2 separate regions of the Mus musculus genome follow, and region 2 is linked to region 1. Evidence: chromatin contacts called from public Hi-C data. All regions are on one chromosome and are shown on one strand. The core of a region is the stretch at or near the end of the contact, and the rest is flanking DNA. Distances in the headings are between cores, read along the strand shown.

Region 1 (3,875 bases), core at 825-3,324:
CAACAATCACTGTTGTGCACCTGAAGCAACGAGTGTACAACTGGAGATGCATTTTATTCTGACCCTCATTTTATTATCTAATTCACAGTGACATAACGGCCTGATGCCACTTATTGGTCAGTGGGTTTTTAGATACCGTACAACTCTTCCTGAGGGACAGTTCAGGACTCTGACAAGCTGCAGGTGTATGCCCCACTTGTGTGCAGGGATGCCAGCTTCCACAAGGAATCCCATTGTGCTCGAGAAATATTTGGTACCCCCCTCAACAGGTAGGAATGTCGGGTGTTATGTTCTTTCTGATCAGAGGCCAGAGTGGGGTTTGCTTAAGGAAGAGTCAAGTCACTGATAAAAACAGCTCACATCCCTTTGGGGAAGGATGAGATGTTTTGTAACCCCAAAGACTCCTTCATCCTTGTAGACCTGTGGATCAGAGAGCTGGGGTGAAAGTAACGGAAAGTAACCATCCTACGCCCTGGTCAGGTAGACACACACATAGGAGCATTGTCCTAATAGCCCTGAGGTTGAAGCCACCCTCTGTGAGCTCAGATAAAGGCGGTGGTTACAGGAAATGTAAGACGTCCCTGGGAAGTGTAGTGAGCTATTTGGCTTTTTCAGCAGGAAGAATTCAGGCTGGGACTGCGTGGCTCTGTGGGTAGGGTGCTTGCCCTGTGTGCACAAAACCCTGGCTTCAGATCCACACCAGTGCATAAACTGGGCACGGTGAGTGAGTGCTTGTATTCCCAGGATCCGGGAGGCAGAGACAAGGAGGATCTTAAGTTTAAAGTTATCTTTTAATAAACACGGAGTGGGGCCCGACCTTGGATACAGGAGGAGAAGAATCGAGATGCGCGCTATATCTGACATGGATGAAGCCTGAACACATGCTAAGTCACCAAAATGAACAATGAGCCACTAAAAGACAAATACGACTGTGTATATGGGAGACAAATACGACTGACTGCCTATATGGGATTCCCAGAGAAAACAAAGTCACGCAGACACACCCCACCCGGGGTGATATTTACCAAGGTGGAGAAGTGGTTGTTTGTCAACTGGATATACCTGAAAAGAGGGAACCTCAAATGAGAACACTGACGTCACCAGATCAGCCTGGTGGACTCCTCGCTGATGCATTTTCTTTATTAATAATTGATGTGGGAGGGCCCAGCGCACTGCGAGCTGGCACCATTCCCAGCAGGTGGGCCTGTGCTCTATAAGAAAGGTAACCCGATCCTGCGATCCTGCGCCTGCAGAAGGAAGCAGGTTAGAGCTCCCCTCAGTTGGCTACTCTTGGTTCTTGCCTCTGTGCCTGCTAACTTCCTGAGTTCCTGAGCTAACTTTCCACAGTGAGGAGCTGTGATTGGCAGGTGTCAGCCAAGGGAACTCCCCCCCCTCAGTTTCTTTTGGTTCCAGTGCTTATCACAGCAGTGAGAACTAAGACAAGCAGAGGGGGTTTTCTCTTTAATGCTTACCAAGAGTTAGAGTTGCTGTTTTGATGGTTTAAGGGTTTAAGTTTTGCAAAAAGCAAACAAGTCCTGGCCATCTGTTGCAAAATCGTGTCAACAGTCAGGCGTTTTAACGACTGAACTGCGCACTCTGGGATGGTTACGTTTCATGTTATGAATATTAGACTGCATTTTTATAACAGCCAACCTCTCACTTTGGAGCCCAGATTGGCCTCCTCTCCTTCCTGCTTCAGTAGTTCCCAGCGATGGGATTACTGGCTGATCACATTTTACAAGGACAAATGTAACTATAAAAAGGGATGGCAATAGAGCTCGAGAGATAAAGGGAGGCAAAAGCCATTTTAGCCTGACCAGCTGAACTAGAATTCGGAAGGAACAATGTTTTGCCCTAAAGCTCCCTCCCTTGCCCTCCCAGGGCGGGCGCTGTGGCACCCGCGCAGGCGCCCCACGATAACCCTCTCTGGCAACTCTGGCTGTACCTCTGCTCAGGCGACCAATGAACACTCGCCTGTGGCCAAGCTCACGCCTCCATTGGCTGCACCCCGCCAACCGCGGTCCTCGCAGGTTCCCAAGCCGGGTTTAAAGGTGTCAGGCGCGCACGGCCCCTCACTGTCATCCGCCGGCACGCAGGTCCGCGGGGAGGGCGATCTGCCGACCGGCCCACCCCTGGGCGTTAGTGAAGGGCGCCCCGGGTCGCCCCACAGCCCCCGCCCCAGATGTACTATGCGATTTCCCAGGCGCGTGTGAACGCGGCTCCCGCGACCATGTTGCGGCCACAGCGGCCTGGAGACGTGCAGCTCGGGGCCTCGCTGTATGAGCTGGTGGGTTACAGGCAGCCACCTATCTCCTCATCCTCATCCTCATCCTCTTCCACCGCATCCCTTCTCCCCAAGCCTGCGCGCGAGAAGGCCGAAGCTCCGCTCGCTGAACCTCGGGGACCTGCGCCAGAGTCCGGGGGCGCCCGGGCCGACGCCAAAGAGGAACAGCAGCAGCAGCAGCTGCGGCGCAAGATCAACAGCCGCGAGCGGAAGCGCATGCAGGACCTGAACTTGGCCATGGACGCGCTGCGCGAAGTTATCCTACCCTACTCGGCAGCGCACTGCCAGGGCGCGCCGGGCCGCAAGCTCTCCAAGATTGCCACGCTGCTGCTCGCCCGCAACTACATCCTGCTGCTGGGTAGCTCGCTGCAGGAGCTGCGCCGCGCGCTCGGCGACGGTGCGGGACCCGCCGCCCCGCGCCTGCTCCTCGCTGGCCTGCCTCTTCTGGCTGCCGCGCCGGGCTCTGTGCTGCTGGCACCCGGTGCCGTGGGACCCCCCGAAACGCTGCGCCCCACCAAGTACCTGTCTCTAGCGCTCGACGAGCCACCGTGCGGCCAGTTCTCTCTCCCAGCTGGTGGCGCGGGTAGCCCTGGCCTCTGCTCCTGTGCGGTGTGCAAGTTCCCGCATCTGGTCCCCGCCGGCCTGGGCTTGGCAGCGGTGCAGGCCCAGTTCTCCAAGTGAGGGCTGGCTGGGCCCGGGGCGGAGCGCGACCTCAGCCAATCTTCCCGCGCCCCCGCGTCCTGGATCTAGGCAGAGCTGGCCCCAGAAAGGAGGACATTTCCAGACTTCTCTCCCAGACGACAGACTGTAGGGCGCCTTCTTCCCCGCCCCCACTCCCTGGCAATTAAAATAACCCAAGCGGGTGTTCCAAGGAGCGATGTAGTTGCTTGGGATTCTAGATGAATCCCACCTGTTTAGAGCCAGAAGTCTTCGCATCCCCACCACAACTCACCCACTGGCAGGGGTGACAACCCCCACCACCGCGGGCTATTCTCGTATCCGTGAGCATCGCGGAGTCGGGGAGGACGGTAGCCGGCCGGTGCGGTATAAGGGGGTTGCCCTGGGTGCAGCGAAAGGCTGCCCCCAGCTTGGTTTCCTGGCATGCTTCCGCTCCCTGGCCTAAGAGCTGCTCCCCAACAGTGTCTACCCAGAGGGGCGTCCTTTCCTTGTCCAGGGCCTGAGCGCACAGGCTCCCTTGCTCTCTCCAGCCAAACCATGCGGATCTAGGAGGTCTAGAAAGCCCAGGCCACCGGTACAAACATCAAGGGTGTTACGGATGGGCCGCTCTGGAAAGCCCAGGGTTTCCGAGCTGGATGTTACGCGGGTGCGCTCGGTTACCGCGCTCGGTGGTTGGGGATGCGAAGTGGAGAGGTTCCTCTCCACTCCCAGTTCTGTTTTTCAGGCTCGCCCAGGTGTTTTGTTGCAGTTTATGCTCCTTAAAACCTAAAACCCTTACTTAGTCTCCACTTCCCTAAAGGTAGCTTAACCAACGTTTGAGCTTGCTTGAAAACAAAATTCCAACCACGTTCCATGCCATCGGTGTTCGGACTTACTAAAATAGGTAGCAAGGCACGTCGTAGCGCAGGCTTAT
Region 2 (3,875 bases), core at 848-3,347, 65 kb after region 1:
ATAAAGTAAATCTTGAAAAATACTCAATGAGTCTACTCATTATTATGAGTTATGAAAGTCATGTGTGTCTTTGGATTTCCTCTGGGTTGACACCACAGCTGAGAGTGTTGTAGGAAGAAATTACCAGATTCTAGCAGAGACACATGGAAACCCCCCCCCCCCCAAACAGGAAGAAATTGCCAGGAAGCAGGAGCCAAGCAACAACAGGCAGAGGATGCCCAGTGTGGATTTTTCCCAAAGTGGACAGGGTATTGTGCCCATGGCCGCGAACTCTTCCAGAATATTGCCAGTCTCTATCAAGAGGCGTGAAGTAGAGACAGCCAGTTTGAATTTGGGCAGGACTCTGACTGCTTCTCTGAGCAAAATGCAGATGTGTAATGGAGGCCATGCCCAAATTCTCTGACACCAGGTAGTAAGAGGCTCACTCTCAGAGACTCCCCACCCTGGCCGACGGGCCACATGGAGCTGTCCAGCTCCTGACAGCCCTAGCTAAGATCTCAACCCGCAAAAGGCACCAACCGCAAACCTGTGAGTGAGGGGCCATTCTGGAAACTAGGTTTTTTTGCATGAACCCTGTTCCTTGGGGCATCCAGACCAAGCAAGACAAAGTTAGAAAGCCCTGCACATGCTCTGCTTGCTCCTGGAACATCAGGGCTGCCAGCTTGGACTTCCCCTTCTGAGCCTATTCTGACCTTTAATTCCTTCATGCATCATGTTGGAAGGTGAGGTCTGGTGGGAGGTGGAGTGTTCATAACGTAGTCATGACTTTCTACAGTTATGAATGAACCAGACCACACACACACACACACACACACACACATACACACACACACACACACACACACACATACACACACACACACACACACACACACACACACACACACACACACACACCAGAGCTTCCAGAGACTAAACCACCAACCAAAGAGTATACATGGAGGGACCCACGGCTCCAGCTGCATATGTAGCAGAGGATGGTCATATCTGGCATCAGTGAGAGGAGAGGCCCTTGATCCTGTGGAGGTTTGATGTCCCAGCAAGAGGGGTGAGGTGGGAGTGCAGGGGAGCACCCTCTTAGAGACAAAGGGGAGGGCAGATGGGATGGGAGGTTTGCAGAGGGGAGACCAGGAAGGAGGACATTTGAAATATAAATAAATAAAATAACCAATAAAAAAATTTTTTTAAAAAAGAAAAGAAAAAAATGACTGAACCAGAACAAGAGTCAGCCCCCTCTCCTGTTTTGCAAGCAGCTATTTCACTTCCCACCCCCACACCATGTTTAAAGCAACATAAAGCCCTTACGAGAGCTGTCCAACTGACCTTGAACTTCTCAGCCAAAAGCAACTCCTCTTCTTTATCAGTTACCTAATCTCAGATGCTCTGCTATAGCAACAAAAACAAAGAAATGACCTTTCTCATGTATTTCCATTTACTTCTCTGAGTTATTCAATCAAAATGACAGAGTAGAATATTCTCAAACAACTGCGGCCATCCATGGTTTAACCCATGCAAACTTCCCTGCCCGAGTTCAAGACTAAAACCAGACACTGTACCCGTCATTCCTTGCAGCTCACCAGACATTTGTAGTCCCCACTGCTCATCCAGAAAGAGTTGGAAGGAACTGCTGTGAATTTTACAGAAGTCACTGTGCTGTGACAAAGTTCACGGCTCTCTGCACCACCTGCCTCTGATTCCCACCAGAAGCCATCATTCCTGATTAAAGCAAACACTGTCAATTCGGCCACAGCCCCAGGACGTTCTGGTCCCCTCTGAAAACATTGCCAAACAGCTCCCTGATTGGGTCACGTTAGGTCACAGTATCCACGGGTGGACAAAATGTAGTAAAAATTTTATGGGCCACTTGAGACCTATTGGATCGGCAAGGAACAAGCTAGGTCCAAAAAAGAGCGCAGTTGGATCCAAGTCTTTTCAGAAAGTAGTCACATATGGAAACTTCCCCAAGACTTCTCTGGCCCCTCAGCAGCCGGTGCCTCCACCCCATCACTCTTCTTGTCAGCCCGGCCAGTGCTGCTATTCTCTTTCAGCTCCTGTGAACAAAGAAAATGTCAGAGCCGGGTCTCTCCCTTTTGTTGCAATTCCAGAGAGCTCTTCAGGGAAGAGGGTGGAGTTGGGGGTGGGGGCCTATGGCCTGTCCAGAGGGCATTATCTCTGCCAAATGTCTATAGGTCTCCAGCAGAGCTGGCTTAACTATGAGGAGTGGTATCTCTGTACATTTGTATGTGTGTGTGCAGGACATACAGGCATACACACAGGTCCCACCAGGGAGGGCCCTGAGCACCCTGCACATTTAGATCTGTTCTTGCTGGTGGTGCTGGGGAGCCACTGAGGATCTCCAGTAAGAGAGGAAACCATCCTCAGCTCTGTGGGGCTGCTGGATCAACACTAACATCCAAGAATTATAAGAGTCCCGAGGACCCATCGGAATCCTTGAGGGTTCCACTCCCCTGGGGGATCCCTGGGGAGGTTTCAGTTCAGAAACCACAAATGCAGATTCCTGGTTAGTTTTGTTATAGGCTAGACTCTTGGGAGATTTTTCATAGCCTCAGTTTCCCCATCAATAAAATGGGAAGAAAGGTTTGTTATGCCTATACCCACACACCAGCCAATGTTGTTAAGCAATAGCAAAAAGAGCAGTACTTTCTGGCTTATCCCTCAAAATCACTTGGCAGGCTTCTGAAGAGAGAACTCTCAGCTCTCAGGGCATGAAGGAAAACATCCTTGAGAGCGGTCATAAGAAAGGCAGCCCCTCTCACCACTGACACACTCACCGCTGAGTAACTTCCTTTGCTTTTCTTTATCCAGGGAGATTCTCACTTAGCCCAGGCTGGACCTTAGTCCACTATGTATCTAAGAATGGCTTGTAATTTCTGATCCTCCTGCCTCCACTTCCTAAGTGCTGTGCATCATAGGCATGGACCACCAGAAACCTTCTGTTTAGGATGTGGTATATATGGTATCCATAGGGTCGTGAATAATTATACATAACATATAACTATTCACATACATGATTACTTATATGTATGGATATGGTATGCTAATATAGACCCATGTGTAATCCCCAAAGGCGGATGCAGGCATGTCTTCCATCATAGCTGATCTTCTATAATCCATTCTTCTTCCATCGAGAGAGGAGTCTGTGCCCATCCGCCTTGAGTTTAGGCAGACTTTTAACTCCCCTGCAACCAACAGTCTAAGATGGGAGTGAGTTGCAGGACTCTGGGAGCAAAACCATAAAAGGTTATGCAGCTTCCACACTGGCCTCTGGCACACTTGTACAGACCCAGAAAACCAATGCCCTGAAAGGTCTGAGAGGCTGCTGTGCAGTCAGGAAGCCGTCGTGACCAGGCTTGTGTCAGCTTGGAAGAGAGTACCGCAGTTGAGAAAAATGTCCCCACCATATTGGCCTGCAGACAAGCCTGGGGCCATTTTTTGGTTGATGATTGATGTGGGAGACAAAGCTCACCGTGGGCAGGGCTTTACTCGAACAGGACAGTACTCAGGCCGTTCTGGGGGTTGTAAGGAAGCAGACTGAGCAAGCCATGGGAAACAAGTTAGTAAGTGATGCCCCTCCACGTCTCTGCTTCAGTTCCTGCCTCCTGGTCCCTGCCCTGAGTTCCAGTCCTAGCTTCCCCCGGGGACAGACTTACAAGCTATAATCTGAAATAAATCGTTTCCTCCCCAAGTTGCTTATGGTCATTGTCTTACCACAGCAGTAGAAACCCTAACTAAGGCAGATGCCCAAACAGTCCCATGTAAAAAGGCCTCCTGGAAAGACACATGAATGGGGCTGGAGAGATGGCTCAGCGGTTAAGAGCACTGACTGTTCTTCCGAAGGTCCTGAGTTCAAATCC

Evidence for each region. Hi-C and Micro-C count contacts between places; a contact is called where the count stands out from the background.
Region 2: a contact with region 1 is called in a Hi-C map of stem cell-derived motor neurons, with 4 times the contacts expected there. The contact joins the enhancer-like site here to the promoter of Olig1 in region 1. A contact is called at or near these places in 4 of 39 promoter capture datasets (HPC-7-derived erythroid cells, embryonic stem cells and macrophages), 10 of 484 Hi-C or Micro-C datasets (the 63-12 cell line, B cells, cerebellum and 4 more), 8 of 115 datasets of contacts at active chromatin or transcription factors (embryonic stem cells, neural stem cells and stem cell-derived neural progenitor cells) and 1 of 9 other capture datasets (liver).

Annotation. Positions count from the first base shown.
Region 1 is chr16:91,267,695-91,271,569 of GRCm38.p6, forward strand. It overlaps Olig1 (oligodendrocyte transcription factor 1), which reads left to right and starts at 2,075. Exons shown (of 1, transcript NM_016968.4): 1 at 2,075-3,875. The coding sequence starts at 2,183. The coding sequence ends at 2,965.
Region 2 is chr16:91,332,619-91,336,493 of GRCm38.p6, forward strand. No RefSeq gene overlaps it. Among named protein-coding and RNA genes, the nearest start is that of Ifnar2, 38 kb to the right of the region's middle. Within about 2 kb of position 2,098, at least 23 of the 459 cell types and tissues checked have an H3K27ac peak or open chromatin away from gene starts, as enhancers often do. A contact at or near this core is called in embryonic stem cells and stem cell-derived motor neurons, where this site is marked.